2 separate regions of the Mus musculus genome follow, and region 2 is linked to region 1. Evidence: chromatin contacts called from public HiChIP or PLAC-seq data. All regions are on one chromosome and are shown on one strand. The core of a region is the stretch at or near the end of the contact, and the rest is flanking DNA. Distances in the headings are between cores, read along the strand shown. Region 1 holds the start of Slc9a3r1 (solute carrier family 9 (sodium/hydrogen exchanger), member 3 regulator 1). Region 2 holds the start of Llgl2 (LLGL2 scribble cell polarity complex component).

Region 1 (7,438 bases), core at 3,695-6,194:
ATATGGCACAACCTATCCATTTCTCTTTCTTTTTGTGGGGCAGGGTCTCACTGTGTGGCACTGGCTGGCCCCAAACTCACAGAGATCCACCTGTCTCCGCTTCCCTGAGTACCAGGATTAAAAGTGTGCATCACCACACTGGGCCTTGACCTGTCTGTTTCAAATCCAAGTAACCAGCAGCTTCCTTCCAAAGTAGGCCCTTCTGAAGTTCCACCGTAGCCAAAGTAAACCTGTCAGCTGCCTGCGGAGGAGTCAGCTGCCTGTCAGTCGGCTCACTCACTGTACCCACCTACCTAATCTTGCTGCCTGGGGTAGCTATACTACCTTTGCCTCTAGACCAGGGTCAAAGCTGGGAGGAACCCAGATGAACCTGGGTGCTCTCACACTCATGCCTGGCATCTTATCCATCTGCCTAAGAGCCCTGCAGGCTGGGGACTGGTACCCTGCCTCGCTGCACCGGAGCTAAGGTTTGCAGGCACTGAGGAACTTCCTGCGTTTCAGAGCCAGGAAGCTGCAGAGCGGAGACTCTCCAGGCTACTGTGCCTGACCCTAAAGCCTACACTTTTGGCCTCCCTGTCAGCAAGGAGTAGGTTGATTCTATCTGGAATTCCATCTCTGGGTGGACTGGTTGCATAAACAAGCCCAGGTGTGCTGGTCGGGGATGAACTGGGATAAAGGTCCTTTATAGCTACTATATATTCACTCATTAATTCAAATACCATTTATTGAACACCTCCCTAGAGTAGGTTCAGAGCTGAGTTGGTAACAGCGATTGGAATAACCCAAGGCTGTGCCCCGGGGCTTCCCATGTAGTAGAGGCCATCAGCACAGTGTGTACAGGGCCACAGGGATACGCAGCTTGCCTGAGGGGATTTGAATCTTTGCTGTGGCCGAGAGTAAGAGGGTGGGTAGCAAATTTGTGGAGGTCTGTGGCACTACATAGAACTATTATTGTTCTTATTAAATTTTGATGCAGAATCCCACTCTGTCCCCAGTCTCTGGCTTGAACTGGCAATCCTCCTGCCTTTACCTCCCATGTGCTGGGTTTATAGGCCTGAGCCACCACACCCAGCTCATCACATAAACACTAAACAACAGTGATCTTTGAGCGCTTCTGAGGGCTGGGCTTGGCCAGCTGTACCTGCCGAGGTAGGGAGAAATCATCACTGTGAACTATTTATTACTTCAAATGCCAACAATCAACATTTACTGAGCACTTACTTAGTGCCAGGTATTGAGTGACTTACACACACATCCTTATGTAATCCTAATAACCTCATGAGGTCACCACCATCATCCCCAACTTACACAATAGGAAACAGAGGCTTAGGGAGATGAAGAAACTGGGCTCCAGGAAGGCCAGCCAGGACAGCTGAGCTGGCTCAGGAGGGCTGCCCAGGGCCCACTTTGGACAAGCTCAAGGATTTAGGCCTTGTTCCATGTCTGGCACTGAGCAGGGAAAAACAATAAGAAGGCAGGTGAAGGGCTGGCGAGATAGCATAGATGACAAAGCTCTTGCTTGCAAGCATGAGGACCTGAGTTCAATCCCCAGACCAACCCCTTCACCAAAAACAAAAAAACAACCAACCAAACAAACAACAATAAAACAAACAAACAAAAACAAAAAGACACCCCACAGAGGAGTTTTAGGTTTATAATCCTAGCCCTGGGAAAGTGGAGGCAGGAGAATCTCTAAGGCTTACTGCCCAACCAGCTTAGCCGGATTTGTAAATTCCAGCCTGGTGCACCTTTACTTCCAGCACTCAGGAGGTAGAGGCAGAAGGCTCTTCTGTGAGTTCAAGACCAGCCTGATCTACATAATTTCAAGCCAGCCCAAGGTGGCATAGTGAGCTCTGGTCTCAAAACAAACCCACTACCCCTACAAAGCTCAAAGTCCCAGGTCTTAGTGAGGGATACTGTTTTTAGGAACAAGGTGGAGGCTCAAGATGACAGAGCATGCCCGTGACCCCAGCATTTGGGATGCAAAGGCAAGAGAACTTCTGTGAGTTGAGGACAACCTGGTCTACAGAGCAGCCAGAGGGCCACAATCAAACCCTGTTTCAGAGAAGAAACCTCTGTCTACCTCCTGGGCCTCAGCGGGCTCCCAGGGATGGCCACCAGTGTTCCAGGCTCCTGTCATCACCAGCCTTGCTTCCTCCTGGCCCACCATGACCAGCCAGTCTCTACAACAGCCTTCTCCTGCTCACACCTTTGAGATTAACAGAGCAGTTCCCACTCCGCAAACAAATACAGGCTGAACTGTCAGATCTCAGCTGGGTGCCTCATATTTAGAGGAAAGGGATTCCTTGGTGTTTGTTGGCACATTTTGCAATATTGGATGGGGTGTGGGAAAATGTTGCAGGCAAGGCCTCATATCATATGGCGACTCTATAGTAGAGAGAGACACTTAGGGGAACAAAGCTGAAGGGACTGGGGTTTTCATGGGCAACAGTGAACTAACGGGCCACAAGTGCTCCTTATTGTTTCCGTAACTACTGAGAAGACAGGCCACGCTGCCACTGCTCCTGTTTTAGAGATGGGGAAAATCAAATTCTGAAAATGATTGGCATGCCCCATGATGGTTCTAGACTCTCCTGGCCTGAGGGAGGATCTACACAAATTTAGGTGTCCCACTACCACCTAGGGATGCTGATTCTTTGTCCTCTCAGGAAGACAGATCTGCCAGCAGGCAGCCACAGACTTTTTAGATACAAAACATTCTGATACAGAGCCTTCCGCAGCAGCCTCGCCACTGCCCTCCAGCACCCAACAGTACAACCAGAGAGTGCAACTTGGTGTGTATGTGGAGTGAGGGGAGGCTGCTGGCTATCTGTGCTGGTGCTAAAGTCCAAAGGAAAGAATGGGAGGCGGGGGCGGGAGCGGAGGGGGTGGTGGTGGAAGGGTGGGGATGGGGGTGGGGGATGAATGGTGAATCAATGGACAGGGCACAAAGTTCAAATTGGGTTTGTGCCTAAGAGCAGAGGTCACCTGTTCCAACTTGCTGCCAGGGGCTCTACTACTGCTTACCGATGCCAATTTGGCACTGGCAGGAAGTGGGAACTTGGTGGCCCTGGCATTCCCAGAGTCAAACTCTGGCAGAACCGGGCTTCTGGTGACCTCACTTCCACCAAACCAGTTGGTACTCTCAGGCTCCGCCTTCAACCTTACGGGGCTGAACAGTGCCCTTTCCCTGTGGAGGGAGGATCTTCCTGGCTCCATGGATACCGCTGATCTACATGTGGCGGCGGTATCGATCAGGAAGAGAGAGCCAGTGCGTACTGAAGGGACCCTGCTCCCAGGGTCTGAGCCCTGAACCTGGCCTCCTTCCCTCCTTGTTTTCTAAGGGACAGGGAGGCTCTCAGCACAACTCCTGTTTTGCCAACTGCCCCTCCAGCAGCTGATCCAAACTGGGGTTGTTTGGGGGAAATACCAACCACTGGCAAAACCCAACCAGCCGGCTTACAATCGCTGGACAGAGAAGAGGAGACACCAGGGCGGGACCACCTGCGAGGGTCGGCTCTGCAGGACGCTGCCTGGCCTGTTCCTGCTCCCTCCCCCACCCATCTTTCTCCTTTTCCTCCTCTTCTAAGGTCCTCCCACCAGGCTCCCAGATACCAGCTAGCGAGCGCTTACTCCTCACATTCCAGAGGACCATAAATCCTCCGGGGTGGCAGAGCCACCACCCCCAAGACGCTTCTGCACCTCCTCCCGGCACCCCACCCCCACCCCTAGCTCCGAGACGTTGAGACTTCCTCTCTTTCTTAGAAGTCACTTTAGTCTTGAGAAGGATGAAGTCCAACCGGTGTGAGTTAATGATGCACAAACTAGAGGACCCAGGATGTGGGTAGGGCTGAAGGGGTCCTCCCAGGGACCCTTAGTTATTCAGCCTTTAAGCCACTTTGAGCTACCATCCACAGGGACTGAAGAGAAGAGAGTAGAAAGAGGGAGGGAGGGAGGGAGATGCGGGGGGTGGTGGGGAGAGCTCTTAGCTTAGCTGTAGGCAAGGATAACCCAGGAATGAGTCCGGGTTGTGGGGCGGAATCCAAGGAATGGGAGCAGAGAAGGGGACTGGGTTTCTTTGCGCCGTCTTCGCAAAGTTCAAGCAGTCAGGAGATGCAGGCGGCAAAGGAGCTCCGCTCCCCAGCCAGCCCGGACAGGGCGGTGGGGTCGCTGGTCGCACTCCGAAGCTCGCCTTAGAAACTGCGAAGGCTCCGGGACAGAGGGCAGAAGCCGTTTCCTCCTCGCTGCTCGAGTTTCAGAAAGTGCTTGGAAGTCCGGGGTGCCCGAGTCTCTCTAGAATCCTAGTCCTACACCAAGCCCAACCCGCACTTACCAAGTGGCTCTTTTCGGCCTCATTCTGGTCCCCAGCCTCATGAGTGTCGGCGGCCGCTGGAGGCTCGGCTTGTTCGGACTTCTCCTGGGGGCGCAGCAGCTCTTCCCGGATCGAGACGCCCAGCTTCTTGAGACGCTCGTCGGTCTCCGGGTCGACCACCAGCAGGCGCACGGCGTTCAGCGCTGCGCGGATGCGGCTCACCACCTGCTGATGCGTCTCCTTCTCCACATTCTCACCGTTCACCTCCACCAATCGGTCTCCAGCCAACAACCCCGACTTCTCGGCCGGCGAGCCAGGTTCTACCAGACGGATAAACTGGCCCACCTTGCCCTTCTCCCCGTGCAGGTGGAAGCCGTAGCCATTTGGACCCTTCTCCAGGCAGCAGAGCCGGGGCAGAGGCTCCCCGGCCGCTGCGTCCGCGCTCATCTTGTTCTGCGAAGGCTCAGCGCGGGTGCCGTCGGAGGCCGGGGACTCACGACCTTTCTCCCCGAGCCGCAGAGCTCGAGTTGGGAGCTGAGCACCGCACGGGGCACAGGGAACAGGTGTCCCGGGAACCGCGGTTGCGAACGCACAGGAAGGGAGCCGGCCAATCCCCGCCCTGCGCGGCGTCTGAGCGTTCCAGAACCCGCCCCAGCTCCTAAACCCGAGGGCGGGGCCGCGCGGTGGGTGTGGATCACAGTAGACCAATCAGAAATCACGAACCGGGCTCTTGCGCCAGGGTGAACAAATCTAACCAATCAGGAGAGTGGGGCGTGGCCTGCACTCGGCGCGGCACCCCGCAGCGGGAGAAGAAAAGAGAGCCCAGGAAGTGGAAGTGTTTGTTACCAAGTGCGGAGTTGGGCTGATCGGGCGGGGCCGAGGCCGGGGCTGGGGCGGGGTTCCAGGTACTGAGCCCAGAGGCCCCACGGGCTCCGCTCTGGTTTCCACGTTGTGGAGGGGGATTTAGAAGAGCTAGTCTCTGGGTAAAGGATTCTCAACGCTTTAACCGCCTTGAGCCAAAGCCTGTTGCATAGCTTGGCCCGAGAGAGGGGAGCGACAGTTGCTGGGGAAACCACCCCATGCTCCCCCACACTCACTCCTCCCCCTCCCCAGAGCCAACTTAAGAACCGGACGGATGTCTTCTGTAACACAGTAACACTGTAACAGGGTAACTGTAACAGAATAACTCCGGAGTAGAGTTGTTTAAATAACAAAGTTTCTTCTTGTGGAGCCGCCCCTCTATCCCTGGACATGCATATAGACAGAGGTTTGGGCTCTGATCCCTTCTAGAAACTTGTAGGGCTTGGTAGAGACTGAGGCTCCTTGCAGCCCACCTGGAAGACAGGCTGTCTGAGAACAGATAAATGAATAATAAATAAAGGGCTTAGTTTTGGCAGTAGCCTTTAGCCACGGAGAGAGGGCGGGTGAGACAGCTAGGTAGTCAATCTCAGGATTCACTTCAGAGGGAATGGAAGACTGGCTTTGTTCAACAGAAAAATGACTTGGATTGTGAGATAAGCATTCCAGCTCCCTCTTGCCAGCGCAGATGTGGCCACAGAGGCTGGGGGTGGGGGAGGGTAGTCAGTTAAGGGTAAGTTGAACCTATGAGGACGCCAATGGGTGAAGATGGAATGATTCGGACATTGGGTAACAGTTTCCCACAACGTGCCACGTAACAAACTCTCTAACACGATCCTCCTTCTGGGAATAAACAGAGGGGGAAAAACCGGTCAGAGTATATTTTCCAAAATACTGCAATTTAATTCTGGAAAAACAGAAATGCCAGAGGCCCAGAGCTATGTATGTGACTAGAGCTCCAGCAATCAGCTCAGAGCCCCAGAAGAGAACCCGGAGCCCAGGCTCCTCCCTGATCTTCCTATGAGAGGTCACAGAGAGTTTCCTTATCAACCCAAGTTTAGAGTGCTGACTTTGCTCTGGGAGCAAGATTTCTGCCTTGAAAGCAAATATAGTAACCTCAGATATGTGTAATGCATACTTTCTTGGAGCCTCACTCGCTGCCCAACCTATATAGATGTAGTAAAGCTTCCTTTGGTCATGGATCTGCACACCTCCGAGTGTCCTTCCTTCTAAGGGTCAGATCAGAGCTTTGGGAGACACATGGCCTTGGGCCTACAGGGCTTGTTGCCCCTCTCCGTACCCCAGACTTGCTCATACTTCCTTGTTTTGTGCACATAGCATCAGCCCGCCCCCAAATCGACAACTTCCCACCCTCTCAACCCGATTTAGCGGAAGAGGAAAAGATAAAACCATTTTGCCCTAGTATTGGTCTGAAGTTAAAGAGAGAGAGGGAGAGAGAGAGAGAGCGAGCAAGCTGGGGCTTAGTGGGAAAAACTGGCCTATGGCTTTGTTCAGTTCTGCCTCCCACCCATTCCAGGAGCCAACAAGTTCTTTATCTGGCTCTGACCTCTGCCTTAAATATCCGTGGTGCTGTACACCTTGTCTCGGGATTGGGAGGGAGGGGAAGTTTTTTCCAGACTCTGACCTCTGGTTGTCTAGGAACCCAGGTGGAAAGTTGACAAGAGAGGTTCCATGGGAGAGCGGGGCATCCCCTGGGATGTGAGGTCCAGAGATCAGGAAGGAGTGTTTTCAGGTGCCCCACTGCTCGTGTGTGCTGAAGAAAAAGCCCGTGCACGCTTCCAGAAGGAGGGTTGGGAAAGCCAGAGGTAGCCAAGCAGACTCAGTACCTAGTAATTGCTATTCCTCTTAGGACAATCTCCATGTTTATCTTGCCCAAGGCTTTGGGCTAGCTCCCTGCATGAGGGCCCTTATTATCTTTCTGGGAGCTGGGAGAGGAGAAGTCTGGGGTCTCCTTCACCCCCTTAGTGAGGATTGGTGATGGGGTCACAACCAGCTCCCACACCCTAGCAGTGCTTTGGCGCCCCCTGGTGCTATGCTGGTGCAGTAACACTCTTGCTAGGAGAGAGGCCCAGCCTTTTAGAACTTAGTCCCAGAAAGCAAAGGACCACCGAGTCCCGACCTATTTTGGTTTTGGGGGGCATACGGGTACCTTTTGTGTTATTAGTTTATGTATATTAAGATAAAGTATGAGTATTTAATCCTTCCCATGATGCAGGGAAGCTAAAGAACCTAGGGTAATGGCTACTC
Region 2 (6,850 bases), core at 130-2,629, 660 kb before region 1:
TTAGCACACCTTTGATTCCAGCACTTGAGAGGCAGAGGCAGGTGGATCTCTGAGTTCAAGGCCAGCCTAGTCTACAGAGTGAGGTCTAGGACAGCCAGGGCTACACAGAAACACCCTGTCTGAATGAATCAACCAACCAATAAACAAACAAACAAATAAATATTTAAAGAGAAAAGAAAATTACCTGACTCATTTGTTGAGACATCTTTTCCTCCACTGTCCTCCTGCCGGTCTTTGCACTGATATACACAGACCCAGGAGATCTCCCAAAGCCGCTCTAACTTGCCTTCTTTTAGGCAGGCCACAGCACAACTCGGTTCTTTCCACAAACATTTCCTTGTTACCCTGACACATCTAGCTCAGAATGGACTTTAACACTGGATCTCTAGAGGTTGCGTCGACATAAGGGTCCCTGTGGGAAAGGACGCGGTATCTAAGCCCCACCCTCCTTACCGGAAGTTCACCTGTTTCAGGTGAAAACCCTCTAAGAGCTACAGCGCGGTTACCCCAGTTATGGCCACTTCCCACAGCTAAGGCCCAGTGTGTCCACCAACCCCCCCCCCCAAACCGAGCAAAAGCATAGCACACTTTCTTTGGCAATTTTTCACTCTTTGCCAAGTTTCACAGTGTAACCCCCACTCATCGGTGTACAAAACAGACTGGGACTCAATACCATCGCCTAAAGGTGTCCAAAGTCGCTCTGGAAATATAAAGGCTCCCCTTTCTACGAGAAAACCAAGTCCCACCCGCGGACTTCCTGAGTCGGAGGATTAGGAGGCACAAGGGCGGGCAGGGAAAGCGCCCAGATGGCAGAGGTAAGAACTAAGCCGCCAAGGTAACGCGCTCCAGACGCCGCTGGCGACGCCGGGTCACAGGAAGCCGGGTCGCCCCGCTCTGCGTCGAGGCGCCTCGCACAAGGGTCTGGGAACGGTGTCTCTGCTCACTGTGTCCCCCGCACCCAGCCACGCCTGACACCTGTTCCCTGCTCCCGAAAGCCAACACGATTGTGCAAACCCGAGTCCCAAGTTTGGTAATCCGGGGGGCGGAACAGGAAAAGACAAGTTCTCAGCGCCACTTTCTACAGGTGTCTTTCTCCGGGACGAGCCAAACGTCGGAGATCTGGGCGAGCAGGGCAGACCTGGGCGCTGCCCTCTCCGACCCGCCTGGAAAACCCAGGGGACTCGTATCCTCCCGAGCCGAGCCGCGCCGCCCCTAGTGGTTCGCACCCCAAAAGGTCCTTTAAAGCCAGGTGGGCTCACCTGCAATCGCGGGCCGGGCCCTGCCCGAGGCCTCGGCGTCCCTCAGCGGCCGTCACCCACCACTCGGGTTCCCTGCTCCGGCCCACGGGCTGCAGGGCGGCCGTCTGCTTCCTGCTCACCTCCGGCGCGGCGAGCGGAGGGAGGCGGAGCCTTCGCGATTTACATACAGGGCGAGCCTGCCGAGCCCTCGCCCCGCCCCGGCCCCGCCTCCTAGGCCGAGCCGACGGGGCAGGAGCGCATCCTGGGAGTCTCCAGAGCGGGGCCGCTCTCCAACCAATCGTGGCCCCAGTAGTGTGGGGCGGGGCAGTAGGGAGAAGCCGCACCTAGCGCAGCATGCCCGACCCCGCCTTCACCTGTGCGCACCTGGTCACAGGACTGCTCACAGCTCTAGGTGTCCCACCGCCTCTGGGAAGAGGAAAGAGTCCCTGGGTGCTTTCCAGGATGGACGCGACTCCATGCAGGCAGCGGACTTGAAAGCACAAGAGCCAAGCGAGAGAGCGTGGGGGCAAGGCTTCACTTCCCTCCCCCGGCTGTCTAGTAAGGGCCACAGCTAGGCGGGATTCTCAAGAGATCTTTCCATTCAAATATAATCACCGGCAGATTCAGGTTTCAGACCCACTAGTAAAGTGGTATGGGAACGAAAACGTAATGGCGAACCCCCAACCGGTTACTTCTTAAAGCTCCCTGACTTCTGTCTTCAGAGGGGCCGCTGGAGCCTGAGGTTCAAGGGGGTTGTCAGCCCCTATAGCCAATAGCTATAGTTTTTAGCACAAACTAGGGGTGAGGGGCTCAGAGTAACAAACTGGGAACTAACCTAACCGTGGGTGGACCCTCAGAGTGGCTTGGGTACAATCCAACCCATTCAGGACTCTCAGCCACCCTCCTACCACCACCCAGCTGTTGGTCCTCAGGGCAGGACCAAGATTGGAATCTTGTCTCATTGGTACTCTTCAGAAGTCCATCAACTCCATGATCACAGCCCTGGGCATGCTCTCCCATGTGCTCTGTGGCCCACCAGGGTTCTCCTCCCCCAAAATGGACAAATCGGGAATGAAGGGAGGGGCCCCTGTAAGTATTGAACCACAGCAGAAAATATATATTTTTTTAATGGCTTTGGCTTTATGGCACGAAGCAAGCACCCCCTTGAATAAAGGCACAGTCCTTTCTCCTAACCCAAGTCCTGGGCCTCTGAAAACAAGTCCTGAGTTCCAAGGGGGGTGGGGGTGGGGGCGTCACTGTCAGGCAGCACTTCCAGGCAGTGGGCTTGAAAGCACAGTGGCCAGGCAAGAGGGTGTGCACGTCCCTACAAACAGAAGACACCTAGGATCACAGACCCCAATGGCCTGGACGGTTCCATCCAGGTGAGTCCTATATGAGAGACAGCTGGCACGGCCCCTGAGAGCAGTCCAGGCCCCCCCAGAGCAAGCCATCCCCAGAGCTGTATTCAGTGGCCCAGATCCCTGGGCAGTGTGAAGTCTCTGAAGCTGTAGAAGGAGATGTCACCGTGGTCCACTAGAGCAAAGATCAGGGGAACATCCCCACTCTGGTAGGTCAAGCACTTGAGGCTGCAGAGGTCTGGGACAGGGTCATCAAACCTATGGGAATAAAGATCAGGCTGAGGCCTAGTCATAGCCCACCCATGGCCTTCCAGGGCAGCAAGGCTGTAAGGCAAAAGTTAGGGATACAACAATACTGGCCTCTGGGCTCTGCCTTCTGCAAACTCCATGGCTTGGATGAGTGCTTCAGGAGAGCCCAGAGTAGAGGGATAGGAGGTGTGGGTTCTTAACTACTCTTAGCCAGTAAATCCTTCCAAATCAATTCCTTTCTGCTGAGCAAGCCCAGGACTTAGGTGAAAGAGGAAAAAGACTTCCCCAAAAAGCCAGTAGCATGGAGCCAAGGATGGGGGATCTTGGGTTCCCATGGCACCAACCAGCCGTAAGGCCTTAGATAGGGGCACTTAACCCTTCTGCACCTCAGACTCATTTCAGGGTCTGGCAAACTGGTGGCAGGGTTCAAGGGATGGGCTGGCAGCAGCCAGAGGCACTGCTCAATCATCTCATACCCACTAATGCACATTCGCACATAGGGTTTGCCAGGGCTGTTTTTTCGGAACGTCGCCACAGCGTCAGCCTGGTAAACATCGAAGCTGATCTGCAAGCCTCCAGACTTCTCCAGCAGCCTGCAAGCCAGGTAAGAAACTTTAAGATAAGGACTCTCCTCTCCCACCTCCCTCTCTACACTGAAACTTTCCCTATTAATAATAATTCTACAAAGCAGTGTCACAGGGGATATAGCCACCATCTTGTCACCCCCCCCCCCCCCGGCACTGGGAGCTAAGTATATAGGCAGGTGTCCCAGGGGGTGATCCTCTGACTCACACCCAACTCTGGGAATCAAACCCCAGCTGCTGCTCCACCTGGCAGCCAGTGTCATGGAGACAGTGGGCAGGGCTGAGACTCACCGGTAACCTCCATCAGCAAGGTGTGTCGTCTGCAGTACAGAGATATGTTGCAGGACCGCGGCTACAAGATGTTGAGGAAGGGAGTCAGCCTTCTACACACTCCCGTGATACTGACTGATCTGCTACCCAGGTTAGGATCACCAGATCTACCAGAATGTGTTTGGTATAAGTTATGCTCCACACAGCGGCAGTACTTAGAACATATTTATCTGGTAACTCTACTCAACTCACCTACAGTCTACCATGTTCCTATGATGCCTTACAGAGTTCTGCGTCTGTGGCTACACACAGCTCGGGCCACATACTTGGTTCCATGTGTTTAGGACTGAGAGCAGACAGTGAGCTCTCCTCACTGTTACTTGGTTAGAACTGCCCACTGTGGTGTCAGCATGGCTTGGCTAACAGGCTATGGAAGAGGGGAAGCCCGGAGCTGGCTGCTGACAAAGCCATCCAGCAATCTTGGGTATGGTCTTAAGGAGGCAGGCACAACTTTCATCCCCCACGGGAATCACTGGTCAATGACTCATCAGGAAACTGTCCCCAGTGGCTGCCACCACCACCCACGGAACAGCCTATATAGGTCCCACCCCACTGCACAGCCTTCTCCCACACCTCAGGCCTTAGCCAGCCCTCGTCTAAGCATCCACTTTCAGAAGTCTCTCTCTGCTCCCAACAGCCTATAGGGGTATAGCTCAGGGTAAAGGGATACCTGGACAATCGGCTTTATCAGGGTCGAGCAAGGGGGTAACGGACTGGCCCCATAGGTGTGGAGGCCGGGGCTGGCTCTTCTGCGTCTGTCGCCTCTGCAGCAGCTCCTTGTACTCCTGCCAGCTGGAGCAGCCCCGCACCTCGGGATCTGCGTTAACATCCTCCCGGAACTGCTGGACCACTGCTTGCTGTTCCCGGTCTCTACGGGAGAGCTTCTCCCTCCGCTGGTTCAGCTTTTGGCACCAGGACTCAGCATCTGTCCCTCGCCCAATGACATTGGCTGGGAGCAGCTCTGGGGCTGGAGCAGGCAGGAAAGTGTGGCGACTATCAGAGGCCATGTTGGGGAATGAGATCTGCTCAAAGTTCCAGCGTAGCTTAGGGGTTCCCTTAGCTCCATTCTCTATTTTGTGACTCTCTCGGTCACACCCCACGTCTTCCCTGGCCAGATCAGAGCAAGGCTCTGAGGACCCCAGGAACTGCAAGGGGAGCTCTGAGCCCTGCCTGGGGCTTGAGTCCTGAGACTTCTCCTCTGGGTATTGGCTACTCTGGTCACAGGCAGGTGAGCTGGAGGCTGCCAGGCTGACGGGCGGCAGGGAGTTCTGCAGGACCTTGGGCTTCTTATTAACAGACCTTAGAGACACGGGAGAAAAAAGAGCACATTTGTCCCTTGTTACTGTCCGTAAGACACGTACATTCCACTGGAACTGAGGTATACCCTCGGCTGTGTCCTCAGGCCCCTTCTTAAGCCCATGTGCTCCCAGGGGTGGCAGCAGCAGGTGGATTACCGACAGCTGGAACTCCTCTTCCTCTTGCCAGACCCATCCTCCAGGCACTGGGCATAACCATCCAAATTAAGCTGCCGCTCGTAAGGTGACACGACAGAGCTGTGGGTGAGAACAGGAGGCGGGTCCGTTCACTCAGGCTGCCGCCACCGTAGATGGGATTTGGGAGAGCTTGGCCAAGAGGATGAGGCAAAGGTCAGAGGCAGAGCCATAGCAGAAGGAAGGGTACCTGGGAACAGCCACAAGGGCCTAGTCACCCACCTTCACTCAGGCCCCTGAGTGTCACAAACAGTCTTTCTGACCAGATGCTCCTGAAGAGCTGGCAATACGTGATTAATAAGGCTAGGATACAGCTCACAGGAGAGCTTTTTCCTAGGAGCTGCAAGGCCCTGGCTTCCATCCCAGGCACCCCAGAAAACAAGTTATTAGTCACTGGTAAGAAAAACTTGAAAAATACAAAGAAAGCAAAGATGAAAATAAACACCTTGAAGCAGGCGGTGGTGGCACGCGCCTTTAATCCCAGCATTTGGGAGGCAGAGGCAGGTGGGGCTCTCGAGTTTGAGACCAGCTTGGTCTACAGAGTTCCAGGACAGTTAGGACTACACTTGAGAAACCCTGTCTCAAAAAACAAAACAAAACAAAACAAAACAAGGCTGGGCAGTGGTGGCACACGCCTTTAATCCCAGTATTTGGGAGGCAGAGGCAGGAAGATTTCTGAGTTCGAGGCCAGCCTGGTCTACAGAGTGAGTTCCAGGACAGCCAGGGCTACACAGAGAAACCCTGTCTCGAGAAAAAAAAAACAAAAAAACAAAAAAAACAAACCAAAATAAAACAAAACAAAAAACCCAACAGCAACACAAAACAAAAAAGGAAGAAGAGGAAGACAAGGAGGAAGATGAAGATAATGAGGAAAACAAAAACAAAACCTCTTGGGTTTCCATGGGTAACATTTCCTTCCTTCCTTCCTTCCTTCCTTCCTTCCTTCCTTCCTTCCTTCCTTCCTTCCTTCCTTCCCTCCTTCCCTCCCTCCCTCCCTCCCTCCCTCCCTCCCTCCCTCCCTCCCTCCCTCCCTCCCTCCCTTCCTGAGAGAATATCTTACTATGTAGCCCTGGCTGTCCTGGAACCAGGAAGGCCTTGAACTCACAGAAATCCCCCTGCCTCTGCCTCTCAAATGCTGAGATTAAAGGTGTGTGCACCCCACCCAATAACCTTTTACTTCTTGCACACACTTACTACGACTGTTTCTCTGTATTTTTTTTCTTCCCCCTGAAAAAGCTGACACTGTACTAACACACTGCTTTAAAATCTTTTCTCCCTCACTCAGTCATATAACATGGTCTCAGACCCTTACCCCTTAACACTACTGCATTCTTCCCTGCTATGAGGTAGGGAAGGGGGTATGTGACAGAGACGGAAGAGACGCAAGGGAGCCTTGGGTGTTAGTCCTGTCTATGTTGTGTTTTTGAGACAGGGTCTCTAGTTGGCTTGCAGCTCATGATTAGTCTGGGCTGGCTGGCTGCTGAGCCCCAGGGATCTGCCTGACTCTGCCTCCCCAGTCCTGGGAAGACAAAGGTGAACACATGGCCTCTGAGGGACTGAACTCGGGTCCTTTGTGCTTGCAGTGACAGGACTGAGCCCCC

The links. HiChIP or PLAC-seq counts read pairs in DNA pulled down with a chosen protein or histone mark.
Region 2: a contact with region 1 is called in a FOXA1 HiChIP or PLAC-seq map of pancreatic cancer cells. The contact joins the promoter of Llgl2 here to the promoter of Slc9a3r1 in region 1. A contact is called at or near these places in 2 of 484 Hi-C or Micro-C datasets (the G1E-ER4 cell line and embryonic stem cells) and 3 of 115 datasets of contacts at active chromatin or transcription factors (embryonic stem cells, pancreatic cancer cells and pro-B cells).

What each region holds. Positions count from the first base shown.
Region 1 is chr11:115,160,847-115,168,284 of GRCm38.p6, reverse strand. Slc9a3r1 (solute carrier family 9 (sodium/hydrogen exchanger), member 3 regulator 1) reads right to left here and starts at 4,944. Exons shown (of 6, transcript NM_012030.2): 1 at 4,334-4,944. The coding sequence starts at 4,759. Rab37 (RAB37, member RAS oncogene family) reads right to left here. Exons shown (of 9, transcript NM_021411.4): 9 at 6,045-7,438.
Region 2 is chr11:115,818,587-115,825,436 of GRCm38.p6, reverse strand. It overlaps Llgl2 (LLGL2 scribble cell polarity complex component), which reads right to left and starts at 1,379. Exons shown (of 26, transcript NM_145438.2): 1 at 1,260-1,379. Tsen54 (tRNA splicing endonuclease subunit 54) reads right to left here. Exons shown (of 11, transcript NM_029557.1): 7 at 5,214-5,312; 8 at 4,430-5,058; 9 at 3,721-3,781; 10 at 3,322-3,438; 11 at 2,335-2,854. The coding sequence ends at 2,704.